Regions from separate parts of the Rattus norvegicus genome. Here region 2 is linked to region 1. The links are chromatin contacts, called in public Hi-C maps. All regions are on one chromosome and are shown on one strand. The core of a region is the stretch at or near the end of the contact, and the rest is flanking DNA. Distances in the headings are between cores, read along the strand shown.

What was found. Hi-C and Micro-C count contacts between places; a contact is called where the count stands out from the background.
Region 2: a contact with region 1 is called in a Hi-C map of liver, with 1.9 times the contacts expected there. The contact joins two enhancer-like sites. A contact is called at or near these places in 2 of 12 Hi-C or Micro-C datasets (liver and mammary epithelial cells).

What each region holds. Positions count from the first base shown.
Region 1 is chr4:97,451,610-97,454,309 of GRCr8, reverse strand. All of the region lies in intron 2 of Gng12 (G protein subunit gamma 12), which reads right to left. Among named protein-coding and RNA genes, the nearest start is that of Gadd45a, 34 kb to the left of the region's middle. Within about 2 kb of position 1,444, at least 7 of the 93 cell types and tissues checked have an H3K27ac peak or open chromatin away from gene starts, as enhancers often do. A contact at or near this core is called in liver, where this site is marked.
Region 2 is chr4:97,589,754-97,592,453 of GRCr8, reverse strand. No RefSeq gene overlaps it. Among named protein-coding and RNA genes, the nearest start is that of Gadd45a, 100 kb to the right of the region's middle. Within about 2 kb of position 1,328, at least 20 of the 93 cell types and tissues checked have an H3K27ac peak or open chromatin away from gene starts, as enhancers often do. A contact at or near this core is called in liver, where this site is marked.

The sequences.
Region 1 (2,700 bases), core at 195-2,694:
GTGCAGAGCAGGCTGTTTCAGCCTTTCATCCTCCTGAGCACTTAGCACTCTTATCAGAGTCTGAAGGCTAATGTAATGGTTAGACTGGGCCCCATGTAGCCCACAGTGTGCTTAGCATCAAATTGACTATCACCCTTTGGAAAACAGAGATCTCAGCTGGATAAGGTACAGGCCTTTAATCCCAGCTCACAGGATAAGGTACAGGCCTTTAATCCCAGCTCACAGGAGGCAGAGGTACACACTCAAGGCAGCCAAGGGTACACAGTGAGACTGTCTCAATAAACAAACAACAAACAAATAAAAATAAATAGAAAAATAGAAGTTTCACTGTAGAAGGGCTAAGTCTAGAAAAACTAAAAATTCCTTAGCTAGATCTGACTGGTAGCTGCTCTCTGATATCTGCTAGTTTTGATGCTGCTCTGTGTGCCCTGGACATGCAGGATAGCGAGAACTCATTCTTGCCCTTCCCAGCAAAGGTCTTTTATAAGATGGGGAACAGTACTTTCCTATTTAAAGGACTGTTAAAAGTATCAGATAAAATGAGCATGTACGTAGGTATGATTTAGTGCTAGGAATGCTTACTGTAATCGAGGCCTTGGATTCAATCACTACCACTGGGGAAAGCAAGTAGGTTAATACAAAGAAATCTTTTTAGAGTGCTCCGCACCTGTACTCTTATCTGCGGTGTGCACCACACTCTTTAGTTCTTACTGTAGTTCCAGGTGCTTGGCCGAGGTCTGCCCTCTTCTTGGTATATGTCACTGAACTGTAGGGATAGGCAGCAATAAACAATCTGTCCCAACACTTATGGGAGGGATTGTGTTCCGCACCCAAATTCATACTGAAGGTCTAAACCTAGCCCAGCAGAATATGGCTGTATTTGAAGACAGGATCTTTTAAGAGGTAACTGGGTTAAAATGAGATCATGCAAGTAGCCCTTAACCAAAAAGATAGTTTATAAGAAAGGGAGATTTGGGCTTAGAGGTTCTCAAAGGGAGACAAGGAGGCCAACACTTAGAGCTCACATTTCTCATCTCCAGAAATGAGGAAAAAAACCCAAACCAAAACTGTTGTTGCTTAAGCCCCTGGCCTGTGGGAACTGGATAGTATTCATAGCAAATGACCACACCTACGGTCTGTTGCCACCAGAACAGTTGTCAAAGCATTTAGAAATTGTCTGTCACATGGGGGTGACAGGAATTTTTTGTAGACAAGAAGGGTGGAAGGCAGGATGCTGTTTGGGGCGTTGGGGGCATGGCATCTCAGAGTCTAGTCATCAATCAGAGAGAGCCCACATGGGATGGTGGCCTTCTGGTTCTACACTGGGCATTGAACCCTGGCTCAATTTTGTAGTGGTTTACAGTCCTTTCTTAGGACTCTAGTGAGAGCCTCTTCTCTTTCAATGATTACACAGGCATCACAGTCTGCCTTAAGACCATTTCTACTAAAACTGCAGGGTGCTTTCTGTTGGCTGTAACTGAAGCATGAGTCACACAGAATTATTAACCTGCTGTTAATCGTTTACAGATTAGCTCTGATTTCTATTACTGCTCTGCCATCATTGCTGGCCACCTTAGACTCCCACACTACCATGGAGGAAGACCAGCTCTTAACACTCTTTTCCCCAGCTGAGGTTATGGACTGTAAGACCAGGAGAATCCAAGCCTGTGGCCAAGTTGCACATGCTACCTAGCTCCTGCCATCCATCACACTGATGGTTAATAGAGAGGCAAAGGAGAAGCCGTAAGGAAGGTCTGCAGACCAGGAACACACATTTTGTATGTCTCTGAGAGGCATTTACCTAGTTCAGCATCAGACAAACAGAAAAGATGACATCTCTCTCAAAGACTCAGCAGAGCTCACCTGTGACGGTTTTATCTGACATCTTTCTTTGGCTTATTTTAATTTGCTTTTTTGTTGTTTTGTTTTATTTTTTTTTCCAGACAGGGGTTTCTCTGTGTAGCCCTGGCTGTGCTAGAATTCACTCTGTAGACCAGTCTAGTCTGGCCTCAATCTCAGAGATCTGCCTGCTTCTGCTTCCAAGTACCTGGATTAAAGGCATGTGACACCAAGGCACATTTCCAAACAATGACAAAGATAGTAAATTAAAATGTTAAATTCTGATAACTGTCAACAATTGTTGAGTACTGTTTGTATCAGATTCACACATCATTTCATTTAATTTTCTAGCAATGTCAGGAGCCCTGACTCTATTTCTTTTTTTGCAAATGGTACACAGGTTTAAAACAAACAAACAAATACATAAAATCGCCTAGGACCCCACATGGTGGGCCTGCAGCTTAGGCTATGTGACTGTTAAGATGTTGTTATATACATCGCCCTGAGAAGTGTGTCCTGAACAGCAGAGTCCAGGGGGAAGCTAGCAGAAAGGAATGGCATGCATCCATTAGCCTCACTGCATAAAAGGAGGCACTGGGCTCCATTCAGGGATTTACTTTCATAGTTGGTCCCGCAAACAGTGTGAGCAGAAGTACGGAATGGAGGGACTTTGCAAGAAGGCAGAGGTTAAGGAGAACAGGACAATTGCCCCAGACCCTAGGTGGGGCTACTGTGAGGACACAGATGATTGCAACATCTCATGTGCCCTGAGATTCTGAGAAGGAGCCAGGAGAATTAGCCAATCTCCATAATAAATCCAATGGGCAGGCACTGTTGGGCCCTGGCAGTGAGGCCCTTACT
Region 2 (2,700 bases), core at 79-2,578, 140 kb before region 1:
GGACTCAACAAGGTTATTTAACCTCTCTGAGCCTCAGGCTTCTCTCTGCCACTTGTCAGAACTGATGAAACTGTTATGAGAATCAATAAAGCCATGTACAGTGTCTGATCCATCATGAACACTCAAATAATCACAGCTATTAGCATTACTAAGTGGATGACAACCACATGGCCTTCATGAATTCAGGCTGGAAACACTGATGGAGCATTAAGTTTGCCTTAAGAGCTATGCAAGTCTCTGGGAGAGGTAGAAGGACAGAGATAAGGGAGCTCACAGGACTCAGGGCTAGCGTCAAATTATTACAAAAATATGAAGAAAATGTATGTAGATAGGGTATGACAACAACAGAGTGACCGCAGGAGGGTAGTCCAAACCCTGGAGAAGGTGCTGTTAAGATCGATGTGAAGAGGAGGGGCTGGCAGTCAGGGCAGCTAGAGGAAAGACTTGTGCATTTCTTAAGATAGAATGGCAGAAAGTGGAATGGCTTGAGACGAAAGAGTTCAGGGACTGACTAGCCAAGCTGAGCCTGAGAGGGCATTTCCCTTCTAACCTATGGCAGGGAGAGAGAGAAAAAGAGGTGGAGTGGGCAAAGTCCCAGGAACGACGGTGCAGAGGGGCTGTGACCGTCTCTTGCTCAGTAGGATCACTGGGAGAAACTAGGACTTCTAGACACTCAAAAAGGGGCACCCTGGTGAAAGTGCTCACTGTGTGCAGTGTGCATATCTTGAAAAATGGTCTAATGGTGCCTGCCAGTTAGAACTCCCTATGCTTGAGTGCCATCAGTCCCTTCTAGATAAGTCCAGGTAGAGAGCTTCCCAGAATCAGAAAAATCTGAAGGACTTGACCAACCCAGAAAAGAAGGACACAGAGTTTACCCAAGGTCCTGCCGCAGGCCAGCAGCCAAACTGCAATTCGCACCCAGGCCTATGTGCTCCCAGCACTGGCTTTCTTAACCATCACAATATTACCTCGGCTAGTAGATGATGTTCTTTCAAAACAGAGTAACCGTACTCATTTCCAAATACAAGAATTCGTCCTCCCTGTCTTAAACTCACGAATTCTCCATCCACACAATGAGGCTGACTTTCCATCTCTAGCCACGATGTCCATATTTAGAATACTTCAAATGTTGTCCCAGGAAAACACACTGTAAACAGACAGGAGAGCAGAGGGGGCGGAGGAGGAGGCAGGGGGGCAAGGGATGTGGCAGCTGCCAACACCTGTTCTCCCAGGACTGCAGCCCAGTGCAATCTCAGGCTGCCCGCCCGTGTCACCCAACTTCTGTCAGTGCAGGGTAGGGGGTGCCAGATCCAAATACTTGGTAGACTCACCATGGAGCCTGGGCAGCAGCTGTGAAATAGGAGTCCAAGAGCTACATTGAGCTGAGCAGGGAGTAAAAGCCACCAGGACCTTTGATTCTTTTTCCAAAGCACAGTTTACACCGGCAGCATGTTGGTGTGAGGCTGGCAGCTCACGAGGAATGCCTGCTCGGCGACAGGCAGGAGTCATGACCCAAGGACAAAGAATTATTTACTCCCTGGGAACAGGTGCTGCCGGGGACTCACAGTCCTCGCTGACTTGCTACTCTGCCCACATGTACCAACCCTTCTCAGACGCAGCTCCTTCAAGTGCCACATGAAGCTCTAGCCCCGGACGCTGCTTTCTTGGTGACCTTTGGCAGCACAAAGCTTGCAGGCACCTGGCAGATGCTATGAGGAGGGCATGGTACCAGCTTGGGTTGTGTGCCTGCTGGAATCAGCTCACTTTATGAACAATTGGCACCATGTCAGGTGGTAACATCATTTGTGCCCCGATGAACCTGCGACCTCCTTGTCTGTACCCACACAGAGTAGTCAGAGGCGTGTTGTAGAGGAGTAAGGGAAGTGTGCTACAGCTTGCGAGGGTCTCTGCACGCTTCAATTCACCTCCAGGAAACTGCTCTCGACTCCAAATTCCTCCCAGCTATACAGTGAGAGGACAGACAACTGAACAAGTAGACGCTGGCTTCGTCCTTTCCTGCCCTGATCATGCTAATTCGGTAAAGATCTGCTTGGTGAGAGTAGAAGAGGAAGGTTTAGATTTTGGCAGCTTACAAAACAATATGGAAGGCATCTGAAACATTTCTTTGCATGGTAGGATTATGGCCAGAGAAGGGGAATCGAGAAAGCAAGGGGCCTGTAGGGCTTCTTGGCTCATGATCAGCAGCCCACAGGCTGTATCCTCATGCCTTATTATCTCCAGAGACCTCAGAACAGGGAGGTGGTAACTGGGAACTCTCCTTGGTCCAAGAATGCAGAGAGGAAAAGAAGCAAACCTAGAGGCAATTACACTCCCTGGCTCGGAGTCACAAGGCTATAGGAAGCCACGCTGTGCCGAAGAGGAACTTGGGAGAAGATAGCCATCTGGCTTCCTGGTTCACCTTTGTCCTCTCTCCTACACTGCAGTAAAACTGTGTCTTCACCAGCACTCAGTACCGCCCCGACTCTAAGGCACCTTAGTAGTCATTGCCAGAGAGCTCTTTCTAACTAGTAAATTGGCATATCCTCCTGCAGTAGCCACCACCATCTTGGGATAAAGGTGAGCATGGCTAACCCTCACTAGACTCCTCCCCACTAGCTCTTAAGCTCATCTTTCCCCATCCATTTTACTACAACAGATCTGAGCAGTATGCTGTCTCCCCCTCTTTAGATTGACTTCCTA